4 separate regions of the Mus musculus genome follow, and regions 1, 2 and 4 are each linked to region 3. The links are chromatin contacts, called in public Hi-C and HiChIP or PLAC-seq maps. All regions are on one chromosome and are shown on one strand. The core of a region is the stretch at or near the end of the contact, and the rest is flanking DNA. Distances in the headings are between cores, read along the strand shown. Region 1 holds the start of Grrp1 (glycine/arginine rich protein 1). Region 2 holds the start of Pdik1l (PDLIM1 interacting kinase 1 like). Region 3 has its middle 22 kb from the start of Rps6ka1. Region 4 overlaps Catsper4 (cation channel, sperm associated 4).

Region 1 (5,709 bases), core at 2,377-4,876, 340 kb before region 3:
TCAGGGCAAACCTCCTCACCTCTCAACTCTACCTTTTCTGCACCCTGGCTTCTCTAAGCCTCTTGCCCTCCCTGAGACCCAGCTCCTGCTGTCCTCTGACCCAAACACCAATCCCCTCCAGGCCCTGCTCAAATCCCTTCTTTGAAGCTGACCCCACCCCACCCAGGCAGAACAAATCGCCCCTGGCCCACCCCCTGTCATCTGCTTTGTCCATTTCTCTGTGAGGCAGGGCTGATGGTTTTTTTTTTTTTTTCCCCCTCTGTGGTCCTTCCTGTTCCATCTTGGTGCCACCCTCCTGATGAGTTCCTCAAGGGTTAGTGACCCCGGTCTGCTGACCCCAGAGCACAGGGAAAGTGTCCCAAATGATCTGTCGCCAGCAGCTGAGGGTGAGGCTGGGGGCTAGGGACAAAAGGCTAGGGTCACACGATCAGTCCAAGTCTGATGGCTGACTGGTGGAGAGCCCAAGGAGAAGTCACATTCATCTAGCATTTCCAGAGCGACCCAAAGTGCTGGCGATTTCTCAACCCACCCTCAAACTACAAATAAAAAAAAAAAAAGCCAGGTCTCATCACCCACATTTGATAAGGGCTGCCTAGAGAGGCCACATTTGTTGTTGTTGCTGCTGTTGTTTGTTGTTGTTGTTGGAGGCCAAGTAGAAAAAGCAGAAAGTCAGGATTTGAATTAAGGCAGGCCTGAGTGTGGCTGGCCGTGGCCTGGGGTCTGTGGCTGGCCGCAGAGAAATAGACAAGAGTCTCCCCCTCGGCGGCGGCAGTGCAGGCACGGGCTCTGAAGCCAGGTCTGAAGGCTTCTCCAGCCCTTTATCACCATTCCTGACACTGACTGGAGCTATTCCCAGTCTGGCGTCAACTCTCTGTGAGAGGAGTCGCCTCTCTCTGACTCAGGCCCGTTTCCAGCTCAGGTGCTCCGGGAACCAGCTCGGATATAGGAAGGAAACAGCTCTCAGATTTGGCTTTCCCCTCCCCCCCCCCCTCCAGGTCCTCGCTAGTGGACCGGAAGGAGCCACTTTAAAGATCTCCCAGGGGACCCATGACCAGAAGAGAGAGAGGATCCGGCCCTTGTTGAGTGCCCCTGAGAAATGAGGGCCGCTGGACAGAGGGATGTGGGGCCCCCCTCCTCTTCGCACAGACAGATCCATGACCTCCCACCTTCCTCTCTTTGTCTGCCTTACCCTCCCCCTCTAGCTCTTCCAGGGTCTCTCACCTAGAGGCTACCCACCCCATTAGCTCTGTCCCATGTGCTCCCGCTCAGGCTCCGTGGTCCAAGGTCTGTGCCTGCCCGTGAACACTTTGTCCACTGGCATCCTGGCGTGGGGCGCTGACACTTCAGACAGGGAGCCCCTCTCCCCCCAGAGCAAGGTTCTCAAAACTTCCCCACCCACACACAACTGAAGACCCCTCCTCCAGGAGTGTTGCTAAGGCCCTATGCTCTGACTAAGGCTCCCTAAGTCTCTGCTCTCTGAGTACTGAGGGGGAGCCAGGCTCATTTTAGAAGCATGGGAAAGAAGACATCCAATCAGGATGACTTTTGTGGTACCCCTTCCAGTAGTCTAGCTTCTGCCCTTGATCCCCAGAACACTGCTGTGATAGGGCCCCCTGCCAGTTTAAGACCAAAGGGATGGGGGGGAGAGGCAGATTCAGTGAGACACTAGGTCCCATCCTCCCCTGGCAGGCCAGGTTTCCTGCCATTGACAGCACCCCAGCTGGGCCCCCGCCTAACCCTCCCCCTGCTTAACCCTTTCATGTTCAGGACTCAGGGTTACTGGCTTGTACCCCATCCAGAAGGGACCATTTCGCTAGATTAAATATGTGGGTCATCGTGTGAAGTAACCAGAGCCGCCTTTGGCATATACTTATTTTTCACTAAGTCACCTGTGATATAACTCAGTTGGGGCCTTGCTTCACATCCACAGGGCCAGGGTTCCACCCACTGCATCAGGCATGGTGGCTAATGCCTCTAAGTCCTGTGCTCTGGTGATGTGTGTGTGTGTGGGGGGGGGGAATAGGAGCATGAGAAGTTCAAGGCTAGCCTGTGCTACTTGAAACTTTGCCTCAAAACAAAACAAAAGTTAGCTATTATTATTCCTCCTCGTGGGAATTTGGATAAATCATTTCCCAGTCTGGACCGCCTATCTCTTCAGCTCTAAGTAGGAAAACCAATAAAACCTAATCCCCAAAGATTGTCCCGGAGATGGATTGTGACAGAGAACGTGTGAGAGCATTTGCTAAAACACTGCGACAACTCAGTTTTGTTATGGAAATAAAGGATGCAAACCCTCCCTCTTTACTGTAGGACAGGGACCCTCAGGAGGTCAGGGGCTCAGGGTCCAGGGCCAAAGGACTGACCTTTGAACTCTGGGTGGCGGACAGTTCACCCGTCCACAGGAGTGCTGTGTACAGGGTTTTTTCATAGAAACAGGGTCAGGGCACTCTGGCAAGCTCCCCAGGTAGGAAGCCAGACACTCTCTTCTCTTCCTCTCCTCCATGCTAGCTCCATTTGCCTCAAGACAGATTGTGTGCCCTAGAGTCTTCACATCCCATTCTGGTCCAGGCGTGGTAATAGCATCCCCCTGCCCCCTACTCAGGCTATGAGCTTTGGGGTCTTTGACTCTTGATCTTGCCAGACAGGCAGTGGGGGCAGAGGAGAGAGGGGATTTGGAGGGTCTGCGCAAGTCCCTCCTACTTTACTAATTTCCTTCCTCATTAAGTGGGGTTACTGTCCCTGCTGAGTCCTATCTAGGTTCCACGGGAGGGGGCTCAAAAGAGATCAGAGAGCATAGATGCAAATGTGCCTTGCAAACATTACAAGTGTTAAAAGGGAGGGAGAGGGCTTATGCTAAGTGGTGGGGCTGGTAGGGGGTGGGCCCAACTGGGAGAAAGGCTAAGACCCAGTGTCTTTTGAACTCTGGGTGCTAGGTCGTTCACCTGCTGAGAGGGTGGGGGGGGGGGCTCCTTTACGAATAGGGCTTCCCCTGGAGATAAATGAAGTCAGAGAAGGGAAGGTTAGAGCTTTAGTAGTCCCCAAGTAGGCGGCCAAAGGATAGAGGCTTAGCCCTGGAAGATCTCTTCCATCGCCCCCTTCCCGTTAACTCTGTTTGCCATCTTTAAGGCTGTACCCCGGAGTTCTTGCTTAATCCTCACGTTCCCTGCACACCTGCAGCACACTGTATCCACCCACCCTTAGGGTGCAGATACTAGGGCTCCCCTCTAGGAAGAGCAGGCTTCCCACAATAAAACAGGCCTAAACCTGCCAGAGGGGGAAAAAGGCAAACCACATAGCACCCATTTCTGCCCTTTGTCCTACCTCGGGGCATGGGTACTTCAGAGGGAGCTGCAGAGCAGAAGGTCTTTGTTTGGGGTTTTGTCTCTTCAGCTCAAGTTTACAGTAGCTCCATGACAACCATTGAACAGGGCAGAGACTATTTATCTAACCATCTGTAAAGTTGCAGGAACACGGCTCACGGGTCCTGTCAGCACTAATGTAAGTCAGGTCAGGAAGGAGTTAATTGAGACGGAGCTCTGGGTCAGCAAGAGTTAACCTAGGGGGTGGAGGCTCTCCGCTTTTCCTGTGGAGAGGAAGGCTAGGCTGCTACCAAAGTTACTCCCTCGTCCCCGCTGTTCCTTCTGCCTTCAGTCTGGGCATACCCAGGGACCACTGCAACTCAGCATCTCCACCCGACGACGAGTGAGTGTATCCAGAGTCCAACGCTGGGTGGGAGGGCCACTTGCGATGCATGGGAAGGAGACTGGTGCCAGGCTACTGAAGCTAGAAGCACCAGTGTTCAGAGCCGAAGCTGGAGTGGACAGAGTTGGAATTTACTAACTCTAGGGCTGGGAGAGTTTAGGCAGTGGAGCAGAGAGGACAAGACTGGCTACCAGTCTAGGATGGGCTGTCTGTGGTCAAACATCAAAGCCAGCCCTGAAAACAGGGAACAGGCAGGGGACGGTAGACTATTTTGGTCCTTGTGTTTAGGGACTTTTTATAGCCTCTCTGCTCAAGGCTAAAGAGAGAAGGAGAAGACAGAGGCCATCCTTGAGGTCAGACAAGCTCAGTGCCCTCCCGGGACCTTGGAATCTGACCCATTGCCTACTATAGTCCCCGAGAGAATAGAGCGGGGCACAGGGAGACCGTTATTGCTGCCTAGGTTTCAACCATTCACACTCTAGTTAGATTTACCACCTACTGGAGGGCCATGCTGAATAGCGGTTATGGAACATGTAACTGCTTGGGCTGGGGCCCGCAGTTGGCAGGGTCTCTGCTCTAAGGCCTCTGTGAAGTGTGGAGGACACCCCTTCTTCACACACCCTTGCCTAGTCTGTTCCTTTGTCACCTTCAGATCCAAGGTTCTCTCAGTCCCCAGAACCAGTAAGTCCCTCTCAGCTGTGTGGGAACGGGAAATCGGAGGGCAGGGGTGGGTGTGTTAAACCATGTGGGTGGCCCATTCTGTTAGCGGACAAGGAAACTGTCAGCTCTTGATTTACCTTCCCTCCTGCCCTTTTCCGCAGCACAAGGGGGGTGAAGGAAAAAGGCCAGAGGTCTTTGAATGTGAAGGGGATAGGGACCCCGAGGGCCAATTTCTGGTGTGGAAGTTATTCAGAAGAATTGGTGGAGGGAACAGATAAGTGAGACGAGGGGTTCCTGCCCAGTTTTAGAACAACAAGATCAGAAACCAAACCTCAGAGGGAAACGTTCTGATAGACCGGCAGGGAGTCCAAGCTGATCTAGATCTGCACAGTAAGGCAAGAAATCTGGGTTTCAAGGTGGCACCCTAACTCTCAAAGGGACCCGTTTAAACCCTTTCATTTCCAGGCCATTGTCCTGGCCTCTGAAATGGAAGTGTGGGGGTTGTTGGACGGAATGGTGTTTACAGTTAGGCTTTCTGGGACTCCCCTTGGCAGGGGCATAGAGTGGCTGGCAGTCGCAGATTGATACGGCCCGCGGACAACCTCCCTCTCCTTCCTGAATAGCCCTGTTGGGCCTGGGCAAGGAAGCTGGCAGCAGCTCCTAGAGGCTTCTACCCTATGGTTATGTCCCTGACCTCGGTGCTTGGGGGCGGGAAGGGTGGGTCGGCTGCAGTCAGCCTGTGGCTGGGGAGCCTCCTTGTCTTGGGTTTGAAGCTACACTGTTGGGAAGAGGTATTTTTTCCGGTTAAGGCCGGTTTCGGGAACCGGGCTAGGACCCCGCCTGATTTTCCTTTCCAAGTGTCCTGCTTGCTTGTCTTGTGTACATGGTTCAGAGGCCAGGTCGGGATGTTCTCAAAGGAGCATAGATGCCCCCTCCCCAAGAACCACCCAATGCTGTAAAGGAAGGAGGGAGGTTCTCTCTTCTGCTCCTTGGGCATGGCACCAGTTCGTGGGGGAGGGGTAACTGGCTGATCCTCTACCCAGGAATGCCTGCGGGAAAGGAACAGGAACAGCCTACTACTCTCTTCCAGACAATTCCTCTCTCCCCACAGGCGCCAGGAACTCCGGAGAATTGCTCGCTGCTCCTCAGCTACCTGTGCGTCCTTAACTGTGTATGGAGCCCTGACCTGCCCAGCTCCGTTAAGATGCTGCTGTCCTCACCCACTACACCTTCGAGGGGACGAACCCCCAGCGCCGTGGAGAGGCTGGAAGCCGACAAAGCCAAGTACGTCAAGACGCACCAGGTGATTGTACGTCGTCAGGAGCCAGCCCTGCGCGGGGGACCAGG
Region 2 (5,364 bases), core at 1,547-4,046, 380 kb before region 3:
AAATATACACACTTAGGTCAGGCATGATGGCATATTTCTGTAAACCCACTCTCATCCTCTGAGTGTGGGGAGTCAGAGGTGAACGGATCAACAGATCTACGTTGGGCTGGTGTGATGGCTCAGCAAGGTAGAGGCACTGGATATACCCAAGCCTGGTGACCAGAGCTCAGCCCCTGGAATCCCTGTCTTAGTTAGGGTTCCATTGCTGTGAAGACACCCTGACCAAGGCAACTCTTACAGAGGCAAACATTTCATTGGGGCTGGCTTACAGATTCAGAGGTTTAGCCCACTGTCATCATAGCAGGAAGCATGCCAGCATCCAGGCAGATATGGTGATGGAGAAGAAGCTGAGAGTTCTGCATCCTGATTCGGAGGCAACCAGGAGAGATTGACATGCTCAGGCAGCTAGGAGGAGGCTCTCTGCAATGGGTGCAGGCTGAGCCTAAGAGACCTCCACAGCACACCCCCACCGTGACACACTCCCTCCAACAAGGCCAAGCCTTGGAACAGTACGACTCCCTAGGGGCCAAAGATATTCAAGCAACCACATCCCCCAAAGGTAGAAGGTGAAAATGAACTCCACTAAGTTGTCCTCTGACATACATCATACAAACATAAATCCATAATTTTATATTTAAGGTTGCTCAGGTGTGGTAGTATATACATTTAATCCCAGCAACACTCAGGAGGCAGAGGCATCTCTGAGTTCAAGGCCAGCTTGGTCTACAGAGACAGTTTCAGGCCAGCCAGGGCTATAAAGTGAGACCCTGCCTCAAAGGCAAAAGAACTGTAGAATGTAAAGTAATTCTTTTATTGGACGGATAGGCTTTTTAAAAGTTTAAAATATAAGCAACTAACTTTGTTAGTCACATAGAAGATGATGGCACACCGTAAAACACTAGTCTTGTTAGCTTCAGCTGTCAACTTGCCAGCTTAGCTATTTGAGGAAGTGTCCAGTGGGGGATAGCCTCTATCAGACTGGCCTGTAAGCACATCTGTGAGGGGGTTTGTTGATTGCCCAATGTGGGCAGTGCTATTTCTAGGCAGGCCAGCCTAAACTGTTTAGAAATGTAGTTGAGCCATGACCCTGGAGCAAGCCAGTAAGGAGCCTCCCCCACCCCCCACAGTTCCTTCCCTAGTTCCCTCCCTGACTTCCCTCAGTGATGGATGAATTCCCAGTGACCCTAACCCTGAAGGTTTAAGTCAAACAAACCTTTTCCTCCCCTAAGGTATTTTTGGTCAGCAATTTTTCTTTTTAATCACAGCAACAGGAAAGCAGCTAGAACAGGTACGTCCCTTGACGATCCCGTGACATTTTATGACCACAATAAACAAAAAGACTACTCTCATGAAGAGATCTCTTCCTAGTCCATCCTGTTTAACACTGGTAGCCGGCGTCTACTGAGCTTTCCTATTTCCCCCTACTTTCCAGGGCAGGAAGCAAGTCTTGACTGACTCAGTATTCCCAGAAAACGTGAGCACCAATAGGAGGATGGCCCTCAGGACAAACTCTGAATAGATTGCTGGGCTTTTATTAGGAGGGGCTGGAGGACGTTACACTAGGGTGCGAGTGGGTGTTCTAGGAAGACAACTTTTGGTCAATGTGGCAGGTGTTGGTTTCCTCGCCTATGAAAGCAGCAGGGTCAGTAGTAAGGTCTTTACTTTTGGAATATGGTTCAGATTATATAGAAAGTTGCCCAGACCCCAAATATTAGTTTCATAAGCAGATGACAAAGGATGATCCTGGAGGCACTGAGATGCTTAGGGGGCAATGAAGGCAGGATCAACCTTACTAACAAGCAGTAGGTACAGAATAATAAAGAAAAGAATGGGCGTTTCTGGCAGATGCTTACTCAATCTGTGTAACTAACGACGGGCCGGCCAGTTGGTCCTGGTTTCCAAGTGACTGTCACCCCGATCTCAGGGCAACTCAGGGTTATGACTGACAACTGCTGGGGGCATTTGAAAGGTTTTGTGCACGTATTTGAAGAACTCCGGGGGACTGCAGTCCTAGGAGACCTGTTTTGTGTCCGTACACCCGCCTAAAATGGGTCCCAACTCCGGTTCAGGCCAGCTAGGCTGCGCGCCGCAGCCAGGTAGGCCACACCCTCTCTCTCACCCAGCAGGACGCCCCGATCCTCAAGGCCGGGAACAATGAGGTTCCGGCTTCTTTAAGGGAGATACCACCGCGCCGGTGGGGCAGGGGACAGCATCCTCCCAGATGATCGCACCCAGGCCCGCGTCGCTGCCTGGGCCATTGTGCCACCCGCAAACACAGCTCGGTGCCTCGGAACGTAGGTGCAGCCAGCCTCCCAGCACTGGCCGCGCCTCCCCACGGACCCGCCGCCCAGTCCCGCCACCAGCGAGGAAGATGCACCGGGCATCCGGCCCCAGCGAACCGCGCGCTCCAGCCCGCCGCTCGGTAGGTCTGAAGAGGGCGGGCAGCGTAGCCCGCCACGGGGCACGAGCACCGCCGGCTCGGGCCAGCGGCCGCAGCTTCTCTGGGGTCCCGGGACGCGCCCCCCGCTGCGGCTGAGGGCGACCGTCCCCTGCCGCCACCCCTGCAGGGCAGCATTGGTCCGCTCTGCAGCGCGCACACCGCTGGAAACGCTCGGCTGTGCGCCGCGCCAGGGCAGCGACGGAGCGCAATGGCCAGAGCCCGCGGAGGAGAGGCGGGCGCTCGCCCGGCAGCAGGCGGCGCTCGGCTTGCGCACGCGCGCTACGGCAAGCCGGAGGGGGCGGGGCCCGGCGTGAGGGGGTGTGTCCGCGCACCACGGGGGCGCGCGCCGGCTTCTGACTGGAGGCCGCCGCGGCCGAGGGCGCGAGCTGCGCGATAATGGCGGCCTGCAGAGCTCATGAGAGGGAGAAGCGGCGGCGGCTGCCCTGAGGTAAACCTGGCCCTTCGCCGTGCCACGGATGCCCCGCAGTCAGAACCGGTCTCCCTGCATGTGTCTCTGTCCCCAGCAGGCCTGTCACGGACCTCTCAGTGGAGTCATCCCCGGGAAGGCCCGGTGCTGCGCCGGCCACCGGCCGGGGACTGCGGCCTCCGTTCCCGCCCGGGCCACTCCCGGAGTCCGGTCCCCTAGGCTGCAGCCGCCAGGAGTTGAAGCGACTGCGAGGCCCGCTCAGGGGCCACGGGAGGGTCCCTCGGGGTTTCCAGGGACGGCCGCCCGGAGTGAGCTTGCTGCTTGGCCAGTGAGCGCGCCTCGGCGACAGAGCGAGCACCGCTGGCCTTACTTGTCCCCGTCCCCGGCACCAGCAGGTGCATGTCCAAGCCGCCGGTGCCCAGCCCCGGAGGGAGAATGGCAGGCAGGCAGGCAGGAGGGTCCGGGACGTGCCATCGTAAGGCGCTCGGGTTCTCGAAGGATGCTTCAGCAGGGCGTCTCTCCAGCCAGGACCCCAAGGATTTGATAGACACCGTCCTTTCTTATGCAAGGAAGGCGTTCTTCCTTGGGGGGGGGGACCTCTGGCAAGTGGGAGAGGACAGGGGACCGCTGCAGAGAAAAGAGTCACTTGGAAGTGCCTAGTAACCGGGAATCAGCACAGAGCAGGACAGAATGGCCCGCCCGGTGACAGGAAACCTGACATTGGGGAATCCAGGAAGAAATTGAAGGGTAGGCGACCAATACAAGGAAGTAACTCAGGGCAAACCTCAGGAACAGTCATTTTCTTTTAAATCTGGCCAATGAACTTAAAGTAGTCGTTCCGGGAGTCTCCGGTTCCCGGGGCAGTCACTTTGTTTACCTGGTTGTGCAATGTAAATACAATCTTACTCTTCCTGGCCGGCGAAGACAGTGACAGTGAGTGAGGGAGCGTACTGCAGACTCTCCACTCAAAAGAACATTTCTCTGTGGGGCCTGTGCTCCAGCTTGCCTTTAAATGATTTCTCAAGGTACAGCGCCAAAGGACTTTGTCAGAGGATTCCCTGTGATGTATAGGATGCTCCCCCTTTGGCCAGAAAAGACCTAGAATTAAATAACTATGCTAAACAACGATAAAAAGGTAGTTGACTTACTTCATTTTGAGGGAACAGCTCTGCAAAAACTTTATTTGTGCCCATTTTGTAAGAAACAAATAACTAAGCATGCTGGTGCAGGTCTATAACCCTAGTTTTTGGAAGGTGGAAGCAGGAGATTAGGGTCATTCCCTGCTATATAGTAAATTCAGGGGTAGCCTGAGCTACCTGAGACACTGTTGCAAACAAAACATAAGTAAGTGATCTTGACCACTTTTGGTCCATAAACCAAAGTCAGGGGTTTGCATTTCTAAGTGTGAGGGATTTTTATGTTTCACTGCTTTTGTTTGTGTGTTTTCTTCTCAAGACAGGGTCTCTCTGTAGCCCTGGGTATCCTAGAACTCCCTCTGTAGATCAGGCTGGCCTTGAACTCAGAGATCCGCCTTCCTCTGCCTCCTACACGCTGAGATTAAAGGTGTGAGCCACCACCTCTTGATGAAATTTCAAATTTCGGGTATATATATATTTTTAACAATGGCATTTTCAAGCAGTTAAGGATTAAATGAACTTAATATAAAAGTAGCCAGGTTTGGCTACTTAACACACTTGTAATACCACCATTCCAAAGACCAAGGTAGCCAAGGCTATTGAGGTGGCTCAGTGGGTAAAGTTATGTTCTGCCAAGCCATATAACATGAGCTCAGTTTCTGGAACCACATGGTAGAAGGAGAGAACTGACTCCCACATACTGCCCTCTGACTTACACAAAGCTACACACAGATATGTAAAATATACAATAAAATCTTAAAAGATGTGAAAGCCGTCTTGAGCCACATAATCACAAGAACCTGTCTTTTAAAAGAAACAAGACCGGAAGCAAGGCATGGTGACATGAACCTTTAATCCCACACTGGGGAAGCAGAGACAGGCTTATCTCTGAGTTGGAGGCCTGCCAGGGTTTCATAGTGAGATCTTGTTCAAAAAAGGAGTGGGTGGGTGGAGCCTGGAGAGAGTTCAATGGGTAGAACATTTGCTGAGTAAGTCTGGGGGACTGAATTTGGATCCCTAGAACCCATGTGAAGGTAGATGTGCCTTCCTGTGGGGAGATGGGTGGCAGAGACAGAGTGTCCAAAGTTCACAGGCCACTACCCTGGCATATGCTGTAGCAGTGACAGGAGAGCCAAGGTTCTCTCCTAATGGGTGTGCCATGGCATGGGCATGCCTGCACTTATACATAAGAGTCAGGGATGATGGTACTGTAACCATGGCTTCTAAAGCCAGCATAATTCATACATCAAGCTCCAAGCCAGGGAAACTTAGCAAGACCCTGTCTCAAAAACAAAAACTTTAAAAATTAAAGTTCTTGAAATAGTTCATGATACATGGTAAGTGCTATTACCTTTATTATT
Region 3 (5,485 bases), core at 183-2,682:
ACTCCACCCGTGGAAATTCGTGGAAGTCCCCTGGGTAGCAGGAAACAGGATGATGCTATTGTTTATTAAAAGAAAGAACTGGATATAAGCTGGAATGCAGGTCAGTTGATAGTGTTATCTAGCATGCATGAAGCCCTGGGTTTGATCCCTTGCACTGACTCAAACTGGGCATGGTGGCACACACCGTGCAAAACACTTGGGTGGAGGAATAGAAACAGAATAATCAGAAGTTGAAGATCAGCTATGCCTGCAAGGCCAACCTGGGCTAAATAGGAGCTTGTCTGCAACAACAACAACTACAACGAACTTAGCCTACCATTGTATTTGACTTTGCTGTACCAAGGACTGAAAACAGAGTTTCACACACACTGGGTAAGTGCTCTACCACTGAGCTACATCCGCAGTATAACTTTGGACAAGTTATTTCTCTGAATCTAAACTTCCTTCTTACATAAGAGTGTCTACTCCTTAATTTGGTAAGGAACGCAGTTACCATGTATACAAAGGTACTCTGTAAGAACCCAGCTTAATCAGCCTCATTAAATTTTATCAACTTAATTTTTTTGTTCCATTTATTTTTATCGGGATTGGAGATGCAGCTACATGCAAATGAGGGTCAGACAACAATTTTCTGGAGTCTTATTTTTCTCCTTCTACATCTGCATGGACTCTGGGGATCAAACTCAGGGCCTAAGATTTGCACAGCAAACGCTTTATTCACTGATCCATCTCGCTGGTCCAAATATTACCCACTTTCAGGAACTGGGAATAAGAATACTTTTATTATCACTGATCTTTGATTTCACTAGGTAAGCAGGCTTTTAGGAAAGGTTGCTTTGTTGTTCAAGGCCTTGCTGCTTTAGGGAGGGATCAATTCTCATCTATTTAGATTACTGACTGAGGACACAGCAAGGAGGCTGGGTAACCGTACTCCAGTGCTCTCTCTGTCCAGAGTAAGATTCACAGTAGCTAGAGGAAATCACTGGTCAGCCGTCGCCATGACAACATCAGACCGTCCTCCGGTCCATCAACGGAAGGGGGCGGTGTCTGGAGAGTAGATCGCCTAGGTGGCCACGCGTGCCTGGGTCGCATGCAGCCCAGAGGAGTCCTCGGGTGCCAGGCAGGCACTGCTTCCTCTGTCCGCACGGGGGCGACGCAGAGCTGAGCTCCGCGCGTGCGTGGGAGCCAGTGACCGCACTGGGTCCTCTGGGCCCGAAACTGGAAGCTCCCACAGGCTCCCCTCCAAGCGTCTGATCTGACGTCGTCCACGACACACGACAGCCTCTCCCAGGACCGCCCAGCTCATGTACGGCTCTGACCCGACCATCACAGCCCTCACCGAGGCCGACACCAGACCCAAGCTTCCCAGGGACCAGCTTTGGCTATCGCCAGTCCCAGGAGGCCCAGGGAGCACGCGCACGCACGTGTGTGGGCGGGGCTTCAGGTTGGAACGCCCCCTCAGGGGCGGGGTCATAATCTGGGGAGCGCGCGGGGTGATGGGAGCAGTAGCCACGCGGAAGCCAAGCGAGCACGGGGCTGATTTACAGGGCACCACGTGGCTTGGTGGGTTTGGGTGCTCGATGCTGGCCCTAGGGTATCTCGGAAATGGGCTCCAGTCGTGCCATGTGTCGGAACGCGGCTTGGGGGAGGACATACAGGACAGTCCTGGGGCCCAGTCTGGGACTAGATCTAGGTCCTTGGTTTATAGAGTTAGTCGGAGGTCCTTGGTGTGTCATCCACGCTTTAACATTCCAGCCATTGCCCAGGCTTGTCACTTGGCGGCACCCTCCCGCCACTCACAGCAGGATATGCCCTTCTCAGAACCCAGCCAAACAGAGAGGCTCATGAGCGCTTCATCTTCAGTTTCAACAAGATTAGGTTGCCAGGCATGGTGGCTCATGCCTGTCATTCCTGGGGCGGGAAGGTCTTGGAGCCCAGCCCTGGCTACATAGTGAGTTCCTGGCTTTTTGAATACAAAGTGAGACCCTGTGTTAAAGAACTAAAACAAACAAAACCGAACAAGCATCCAAAACCTAAAACAAGCAAGCTAGACAGATAGAGGTGAGTTCTCCCGAGTCCGTTTGTGACTCCAGCAGTTTCCCTTACAGGGAGGGCTGGGGGACAGCCTCAGCAACTTAACACTGAATGCTATTGTTAACTGAAGTGCACCAGGGATAGGAGGGAGATGCATTTTCTTTCTGTTTTCTGGGGTTCAGCATAGACTGGACGTACCAATAAACCCTGCCTGCTCGCTCGTTCTCTCTCTCTCTCTCTCTCTCTCTCTCTCTCTCTCTCTCTCTCTCTCTCTCTCTCTCTCTCTCCCTCCCTCCCTTCCTCCCCCCCCCTTTTAATATGAGGCCCTGGCACAGCGAAAGTTAAAACATTTAAAATGTAATTCTAATTCATAAATCTTTTTAAAAATTAACCTTACAAAAACCAATTTAAGCCGGCCATAGTGACACAGGACTTTAATCTCAGGACTTGGGAGGCAGAGGCAAGCAGATCTCTGAGGTTGAAGCCAGCCTGGTCTACAGAGCACTCAGAGAAATCATGCCTTAAAAAAAAAAAAAGTGAGGCTATGCCAGTGCCTGGCAAATACAGAAGTGGATGCTCACAGTCATCTATAGGATGGAACACAGGGCCCCCAATGGAGGAGCTAGAGAAAGTACCCAAGGAGCTGAAGGGGTCTGCAACCCTATAGGTAGAACAACAATATGAACTAACCAGTACCCCCAGAGCTCGTGTCTCTAGCTGCATATGTAGCAGAAGATGGCCTAGTTGGCCACCATTGGGAAGAGAGGCCCCTTGGTCTTGCAAACTTTATATGCCCCAGTACAGGGGAACGCCAGGGCCAAGAAGTGGGAGTGGGTGGGTAGGGGAGCAGGGCCGGGGGTGGGGGTATAGGGACTTTTAGGATAGCATTTGAAATGTAAATGAAGAAAATATCTAATAAAAAATTTGAAAAAAAAAGAGAGAGAACTTTCAGGTTTTGTTTTGTTTTGAGACGGGATTTCTCACTGTGTAGACCAGGCTAGCCTTGAACTCAGATTCGCCTGCCTCTTTCTCCGAGCATTAGGATTAAAGACATGAACTGCCTTGTAGAACTAAAAGTCCTCATCCTTTTACTTTTTTTTTTCACACACAGTATTTTTGTGTTTACCGGCTTGAGAGATCCTACATATATAAATAAGAAGAGGTCACATGCCTATGGTTGACTCAATCTATACTGTCCTGTGTTTGTGTCAATACATAATAGATAGGATTGTTATTTAAAGAGTCGGTATTTCCAGAAAATGAACATTTACAATTCAGTTAGTCCACCAGTAATGAACTCTTAGTTTGGGCCTGTGCTTATAACAATATAACAGAACTACGTGATCACTGTCAACAGTTTTAGAGGGAATATTGGTAAGAACCAAGAAAGTCATCAAGATTAAGTCTCCTTGGTTACTTGCTCTCCTCCAGCCTGCATTGGCTTGCTTATTTGGTTCTGGTTTGGTTGATAGGGTCTCTCTGTGTAGCCCTGGTTGGCCTGGAACTCCCTCTTTAGACCAGGCTGGCCTCGAACTCACAAATATCCTCTGACTCCCTAGTGCTGGTTTGTGTGAAACGTGTTTGCCACCACCCTGGACCAGCTGATATTGTCTTATTATGTTGAGGCATAGTCTGTGTGACCCAAATTAAACCTGGAACTGACAATGTAGCCCAACCTGGCCCTGAACTTCGAGCAATCCTCCTGCCTCAGCCTCCCAAGTACCGAGAATACAAGTTTATTCTGTAAACTATACTGGATGGATTGGTTAATGCTAAGTAATTCATGCAGTGGGAATCTGGGGTCTGGACAAAGTTGTCCAGGGAGGGTTCCTTGCTAGGGTCACACAGCTAGGACGGAATGGCACAGCCCGGAACCCGGCCCAACTTTATCTGATTCCATGCCTCTGTTGGTCTCTTCCTGTTAGTGTTCAGCTGACTTCCTTCCAATCTTTATTTCTGTGCAACAGGGCAAAAATATTTACATGTAAATATTCATCGTTTTTCCTCCTCCAGCCTTGGTTCGAAACATATTGTGACAATTGCCAAGGAAGGGGGTAGACATGAAGCACAAGCCTGCTGTGTTCTGGAGGGATTCCTCCCAGGCCCACTCAGGAAAAGCTGCTGGCAGAGCAGGGGTGGCAGAGCAGTGGCAGAGCCAGGAGGGTTAGCGACTCAGAGAGGGGAGACTAAGCAGGGCATTCTAGAACTGCTCTGGCAACTTGGGACGTGGAGGAAGTCTTAGGATTCTGAGCATCTGTCTGCTGCAAGATGCCCTGGGTAATGCCAGCCCTGCAAACCCCTCAGCCTCCCGTGCAGGCTTTTGCCTCTTGTCTGTGCATTTGAGCTTAGATGGGTTATTAGGGGAGGAAACCGGACCGGTTTATTTAGGCATGTGAACTTTGTACTCTTTCTCTAAAAATTTATTTTTTTTCTTTTAGTGTGTATGAATGTTTGCCTGCATGCATGTAATTGTATTGTGTGCATGCCACGTGCCTGTGGAGGTCAGGAAAGGGTGTCAAATGCTCTGAAATGAGAGTTACAGACAGTTGTGAACCACCACATACACACTCCTAAGCACACCCACTCATCTGCACGCAAACTTCTACACACACACCCATGCATATGCATAAATAATAAATACATTTAATTATTTTTAGAAGAAGAAGAGAAAAATAACTGCTGGAGCCAAGCATTGTGGTTCATGTTTGTAATCCTAGTACCTGGGAGACAGAAGCAGGAGGACCAGGAGTTCAAAGTCATCTGTGTTGGTATAGCAACGGATCTGTCCTCGCCCAGCCCCCCCCCCCCCCCAAGCCACCAAATACACACAAAAGAGAAACCCAGAGAAGCTTGCTGCTTTGCCGGTTCTCAGTTTTGTGGTCAGGGGGGACTCTTCCTGCCCTCTTTGCTTCCATTGCAAAAATGCAGAACTTCTCTGTTTCTTAATCTGTGTCTTCTTGTAACTTCATTTTATTCTTAAAGACAGGATCTCTCTGTGTTGCCTTAGCTATCCTGTAACTCACTCTGTAGACGAGGCTGGCCTCCAACTCACAGAGATGCACCTACCTGCCTCTGCCTCCTGAGTGCTGGGATCAAAGGTGTGGGCCAACACTGCCAGGCTTCTAATTTCCTTTCTTATTTTTAAAATTCTTTTCCATTTTTGTTATGGGTCTGTGTACACGAGTGTGGGTGCCCAAGGAGCCCAGAGGTGTCAATCTCCCTGGAACTGGGGTGACAGGCAGTAGTTATAAACTGCCTGATGTGGTGCCAGGAACCAAACTTTCAGATCCTCTGTAGGAGCAGTAGCTACTCTTAACCGCCGAGCCCTCTCTCGGCCCTTGTTCCAATTTCTTACTGACTTTTGACTTTTAGTTTGTTCTTTTGTTTTTTTGTTTTAACTTTTTTTTTTAAAGATTTTATTTAATTAAAGTATATGAGTACGCCTGGAGTG
Region 4 (5,975 bases), core at 2,230-4,729, 310 kb before region 3:
TCATTCTTCAGAGAAACTCCTGTAATGTGATAGCCACTCCTCAGCAGAGACCCCCCAAGCTCCCAAAGGTCCCCAGGAGTGTTCCTCTTTTTGATGACGAGTTAAGTTGTGACTACTAACCAGAAACCAGCCTTTCATGAACTCAGACAACATCACTCTCTAGAGCAGACCCCCCCAGGTACACCTGTTCACCAGAAAGGGGCAGAGGAGTTGAACTGTCCTGGCAGAGGCCACCCGTGGTGACACCTGCCTGAAGGAAGGTCTCCCATCTCCTTCCAGGATGCCTGGGATGTACAGGAATTCATCACTCAAATGTATATCAAGCAGTTGCTCCGCCATCCGGCCTTCCAGCTGCTGCTGGCCTTTCTGCTGCTGTCCAACGCTATCACCATTGCCCTTCGCACCAACTCTTATCTCGGTCAGGTGGGATGCTGGCCTGATTTCTACCCCCACTGGTCTAACCTGGGACAAGATGCTTTCCTCTTGGGCCTGTGGCTCTGTGTGTGTGTGTGTGTGTGTGTGTGTGTGTGTATGTGTGATGGTTGAATTGGTTGTTCTTCAAAAGTCTGGTCCCCACCCAGACCTGGTGCAGCAAACCTATGATCCCGATGCTAGAGAGGCAGAGGTGGAGGCAGAGGTGGAGATGGTAGAGGCAGAGAGGCAGAGAGGCAGGGAGGCAGGGAGGCAGGGAGGCAGGGAGGCAGAGGCAGAGAGGCAGAGAGGCAGAGAGGCAGGGAGGCAGGGAGGCAGGGAGGCAGGGAGGCAGGGAGGCAGGGAGGCAGGGAGGCAGGGAGGCAGGGAGGAGGCAGGGAGGCAGGGAGGCAGGGAGGCAGGGAGGCAGGGGGGCAGGGAGGCAGGGAGGCAGGGAGGCAGGGAGGCAGGGAGGCAGGGAGGCAGAGAGGCAGGGAGGCAGGGAGGCAGGGAGGCAGGGAGGCAGAGAGGCAGGGAGGCAGGGAGGCAGGGAGGCAGGGAGGAGGCAGGGAGGCAGGGAGGCAGGGAGGCAGGGAGGCAGGGAGGCAGGGAGGCAGAGAGGCAAAGGCAGAGGCAGAGGCAGAGGCAGAGAGGCAGAGGAAGAGGCAGATGGATCTGTCCAGCAGGTTCCATGCTAGGCTAGTGAGATTATGTTAAAGTAAATTAGTGTGTCATTGTTGGCCTTGCATGGGATCTGCATGCTGGGAAAGACTCCTTGGGCTGGAGAGATGGCTCAGAGGCTAAGAATGTTTGCTGTTCTTCCCAGTATGGATCCCCAGATTCGAAATCAAAGCTGGAGGTCATGGTTCAGTATATGTCGGTAACCCCAGCTCCTCTGTGGAAACATGGGGAGTGGAGACAGCAGAAATCCCCAGAAACTCAAGCTAACTAGCCTGGAGTATTCACCAGGGTGGCCAACAGCAAGACAAGACCCTGCCTCAAAGTGGGCAGAGACCAGTTGTTTTGTTTTGTTTTGCTTTGCTTTGTTTTTAGGTTTTATGTATGTGAAAACTGTTGCTCTCCTCAGACACACCAGAAGAGGGCATCAGATCCCATTACAGATGGTTGTGAGCCACCATGTGGTTGCTGGGAATTGAACTCAGGACCTCTGGAAGAGCAGTCAGTGCTCTTAACCGCTGAGCCATCTCTCCAACCCCCCAGAGACCAGTTCTTATATTGTTCTCTGATCATCACACACATACTGAGGAAGGTGTGCATCCACATATAGACAAGCACACAGGTGTGCACACACATGCAGGCACATGCACAGGCACATGCACACACAGGGACACACACAGGCATATACACACAGACATATACATACACAGGGTCACACAGGGAGACATACACAGGCACATACACACACAGGGACACATACACAGGCATATACACACACAGGGACATACAGGGAGACATACACAGGCACATACACACACAGGGACACACACAAGCACATACATAGACACACACAAGCACATACACACAGGCACATATACAAACAAGTACAAACACACAGGCACATAGACACACACACACAGGGAAACACACAGAAAGATACACACAGGCACACATACAAACCGGCACACACGGGTACACACACACACACAGGGGCACACACACAGGCACACAGACACACAGGCACATACACAGGCACACACACCCGCACAGACAGGTACACACACACAGGGACACAGCCAGGTACATACACACACAGGCACATACTCATACAGGCACACACAGGGGCACACACAGGTACATGCACACAGGTGAACACACAGGAACACACACACAAGTGGACACACAGGGATACACACACACACACACACACACACACACACACACGGGGACACAGAGAGGAAGAGGAAGAGAAAGAAAAGAAACATGAGAGAATTCATCATGTGTGTGTGTGTCCAAGTAGAGAACCCAGGTTCCCTTCAAACTTTCTCCCAGCTGGCCTCAAACTCAAAACTACTTTAGTATTGCAAATGCTGACATACCTGTGCACCATGATACTTGATAGATTTCTTGTTTTGTTTTATCTTTTATTTGTCTCCTTGGTTTGGGACAGGATCTTACTATGCTGCCCAGCCTGGTCTCAAATGTATGACTTTCCTGTCTCAAGCACTAGAGTGCTAGGATTACAGATATATGCCACCATGCTTGATGGGTTTCTGTTTGTTTGTATTTTCATTTGTTCCTTTTAGACAGAGCTCTATATAGCCCAAGATGCCTTCATATATATATGTATATATGTATGTGTATGAATAATCTGAGGACAGATTTGAAAGCCTACAGCTTCCTTCTAAGTTCTGGGAATCCAGATGTGAGTCACCACACCTGGCAGTTTTAATTTCTCATGTGTGGTATACATGTATGCTGTTTAAATTCAGTATGTTCAAGATGGTGGTGACAGATGACTTCAGAAAGGCGCTCAGTGGCCAGGTCACATGTGGTCTTTATGTCAAGGGAGATAAGTCTGAATCCAGGAAAAGATTTAATCAGCAGTGATATGAAATGAAATTTAGAATTGAATTGAACTGAATTTTAGAAAATGTACTGGCTGGGGCTGGAGAGATGGCTTAGTGGTTAGAGAGCTTACTGCTCTTGGTTTCTGGAACATACACACTAAGCAGTTTACAATGGCGGATGATACAAGGTCTAGGCCTCCTTTCATCTCCAAGGGCATCTGCTTGTGTGTGGTATGCATACAAACCACACACTTTTTAAAAGAAAAGAATCTTGCAAAGGACACAGGTTGCCACAGTGTGGACACACAATTGAAGAGGGACAAGAATGAAAGAAGATGAACCAAGATGGGTCAGAGATGTCCAGGGGAAAGATACTGTGACCTGGACCATGACGATGGTGGTAGGTGAGAAGAGCATCACACCCATAGGCTCTTCTGCCTCCTCTTCATGGTGCCTGGACTGAGCCCGGGGCCTTGCCCATGCTAGGCTAGCATTATACCACCAGCCCCAATGCCACGGGCTTCTCTGATGAATCACATTGCTAGTTAATGTTTAGTGAGCCTTTACTGCGTGTCACCTTGTTACCACATATTATTCTGTGCAGATAGACACAGGAACCGCAGAGAGCTGAGTTTGTGGCCTGAGCAACGGGGTAGGGCTGGGGCTCATGGGGACAGCTCAAGAGGAGTGGATAGACCTAAAAGGCTGGGTGCACAGGGCTGGGGATGGACACCTGACAGCTGCCTGTGTCAGGGGAGGAGGCAAGGCTGAGTGGAGATGGTATTCGGAGTGTGAGGGCAGGAGAGGGCCAAGGCAGGCTCCTCATGCGAGGAGGGAATGGAGGAGGAGGAAAGCTGACTGAGGAGTGGCCAATGGCAAATAGTGAGCACAGGAGAGTCACAGCCAAGGGAGTAGTCAGCAGGCCTGGTAAAGGCTCCAGCTATTCCCCAGAGTTAGTGCCCTTGGCATCCCCCAGAAATGGCTCTCAGGGAGGCAGCAACTCACTTATGTAGCTTGCACAGTGAGGACAGTGCAGGTCCGTGCACAGGCCATTGTAGGGTTATGAAATGAATTCAGACTGCAGATGCCAGCATCTGATAGTGAATCCGGGCTGGAGAGATAAAAGGAGAGAGAAAGGGGGGAGGGGTGCAGGGAGGGAGGGAGGGAGAAGAAGGGCGGGAGGGAAGGGAGCAACATTACATTTTTTCCTCTGTGTGTGTGTGTGTGTGTGTACCATGACAAGAATGTGAACGTCAAAGGACAACTTGTAGGAGGAATTGGCTCTCTCCTTCTACTGTGGGATACAACTAAAGTTGTGAGGCATGCTGGCACACACCTCTGGCCACTGAGCCATCTTGCCAGATCCTGAAGATCATTTTGTCAAATGTAAAACAAACAAACAAACAAAAACGCCCTTATTACGGGTCTCAGTCAAAATTGTCAGAACTGGGCAGAGGATGTATGTAGTTCAGTTGGTAAACTAGAAATTCAAGGTCATCCTTGGCTATGTAGTTTTGAGGCCAGCCTGGGCTACATGAGATTGTCTCAGATAATATAGTCAAACAGGAATAAAATAAAATAAAAAAATAAAATAAAATAAAATAAAATAAAATAAAATAAAGCCTGAAAGCCTACTGTTGAATTTGTGACTATGAAGGTCAGTCCCTAGAAGCCCATAGGTCCAGGAATAGTGAGTGTGAACAGCCCACACGATGGGCAGGGAATCTGCTGGCTGCTGGGTGTAGAAATAGAGGGGGTGAGGTGACTGGCTTGCTGGGGTAACTCTGTGGACTGGGAGTTGTTTGCGGGCGTAGGTCACAATTATGAGAAAGCAGAAAGACCAAGATTTAGGTAGGGCAGGAGTGAGTTCTAGCTATCCATCCATCAAATCATGTACCCAAGGTCCGTGTCCAGGATCTACAATGGGGAGGACACCTCGGACCTGACCCAGAGAACTTGAGATGCTGCAGTCAGTAGGGATTGTAGGGGCCAGGCTAGTAGAGAAGTTCCCTGGAATTTGGGGTCCTGCAGCTCCTGGGGGCCATGCCTTTTTCTTTAAGTCCCAGAGTCTGCAAGGCCCTTTTTGTACATCCCTTTCCCATATAGTCTGCTCTAGAGGTTAGGGATGAAGGCCAGCCAGCTGGGTGATGGGACAGAAAAGGAAACGACTTTCCAAACAGTATTGACAGTCACATGACGCAGTCTTGGTACTGCCTGGCTTTTGTGCAGAGGGTGTCCCCTAAGGGAAACCATAGAGATATTGAGGAGGAAGAGAAGCCAGGGTACCGTCACTCCCTACACACACACACACACACACACACACACACACACACACACACACACACACCCTCTCCAGCCTGGCACGAGTCCTGCTCACTGACACTTCGTCTCCACTTCATCTCCTTTTCTCTGTCTTCCATGTAGAAACATTACGAGCTATTCTCGACCATAGATGACATTGTGTTGACGATCCTTATCTGCGAGGTTCTGCTTGGTTGGCTTAACGGCTTCTGGATTTTCTGGAAGGTGAGCTCCAGGAATCCTGGGCATTGCCCCTTTTACCTTATCCATTGCTGTCCCCACCACACTGAGCCCTTGCCCTGCAGGATAAAGGGTTTGTATGGAGAGGGTATATCAGTGAGTGAATGAGTGTGTGTGTGTGTGTGTGTGTGTGTGTGTGTGTGTGTGTGTGTGTGTGTGTAGTAGGATGTGAGTTGTTCATGAAATGCCCCTCCGTGTGTTCAAACCCCTGCTTCTGCCTTCCCAGCTCTGTCTCCTCACCCAAACCCAGATTTCTGAATCTGGGGAGTCGAGTTGAGGGATAGAGAGTGTCTACCTTCATTCATGCTCATGGATCCCAGAGTAGTACTCTGTAAATGTCTTCTGTAATTGAGGTCCTTTGTATTTTCAGCTGTATGAGTTCTAGTCCCTGTTGTGACAATTCACTTCTGTCAGGTAGCACAAAGCCACACCAGCCAGAACATGGATGGATGGGAGTGGCTATATTCCAGAAAAGCTCTTTCTTCCTCCGAGGTG

The links. A called contact is a pair of places that touch in the nucleus more often than the background predicts. HiChIP or PLAC-seq counts read pairs in DNA pulled down with a chosen protein or histone mark.
Region 1: a contact with region 3 is called in a Hi-C map of embryonic stem cells, with 1.8 times the contacts expected there. The contact joins the promoter of Grrp1 here to the enhancer-like site in region 3. A contact is called at or near these places in 1 of 39 promoter capture datasets (pre-B cells), 3 of 484 Hi-C or Micro-C datasets (CD8 T cells and embryonic stem cells), 1 of 115 datasets of contacts at active chromatin or transcription factors (embryonic stem cells) and 1 of 9 other capture datasets (pancreatic islet).
Region 2: an H3K27ac HiChIP or PLAC-seq map of T-cell acute lymphoblastic leukemia shows a contact between it and region 3, with 3 times the contacts expected there. The contact joins the promoter of Pdik1l here to the enhancer-like site in region 3. A contact is called at or near these places in 6 of 115 datasets of contacts at active chromatin or transcription factors (T-cell acute lymphoblastic leukemia, embryonic stem cells, extraembryonic endoderm stem cells and 2 more).
Region 4: a FOXA1 HiChIP or PLAC-seq map of pancreatic cancer cells shows a contact between it and region 3. The contact joins two enhancer-like sites. A contact is called at or near these places in 1 of 115 datasets of contacts at active chromatin or transcription factors (pancreatic cancer cells) and 1 of 9 other capture datasets (liver).

The regions. Positions count from the first base shown.
Region 1 is chr4:134,252,023-134,257,731 of GRCm38.p6, reverse strand. It overlaps Grrp1 (glycine/arginine rich protein 1), which reads left to right and starts at 3,626. Exons shown (of 2, transcript NM_001099296.2): 1 at 3,626-3,702; 2 at 5,474-5,709. The coding sequence starts at 5,567. Gm42325 (a long non-coding RNA gene) reads right to left here and starts at 975. Exons shown (of 3, transcript XR_881491.3): 1 at 577-975.
Region 2 is chr4:134,284,685-134,290,048 of GRCm38.p6, reverse strand. It overlaps Pdik1l (PDLIM1 interacting kinase 1 like), which reads left to right and starts at 2,796. Exons shown (of 3, transcript NM_001163794.1): 1 at 2,796-2,888.
Region 3 is chr4:133,906,723-133,912,207 of GRCm38.p6, reverse strand. No RefSeq gene overlaps it. Among named protein-coding and RNA genes, the nearest start is that of Rps6ka1, 22 kb to the right of the region's middle. Within about 2 kb of position 1,432, at least 347 of the 459 cell types and tissues checked have an H3K27ac peak or open chromatin away from gene starts, as enhancers often do. A contact at or near this core is called in CD8 T cells, T-cell acute lymphoblastic leukemia, embryonic stem cells and 4 more, where this site is marked.
Region 4 is chr4:134,221,010-134,226,984 of GRCm38.p6, reverse strand. It overlaps Catsper4 (cation channel, sperm associated 4), which reads left to right. Exons shown (of 11, transcript NM_177866.4): 3 at 280-423; 4 at 5,364-5,465. Among named protein-coding and RNA genes, the nearest start is that of Catsper4, 3.4 kb to the left of the region's middle. Within about 2 kb of position 3,479, at least 28 of the 459 cell types and tissues checked have an H3K27ac peak or open chromatin away from gene starts, as enhancers often do. A contact at or near this core is called in pancreatic cancer cells, where this site is marked.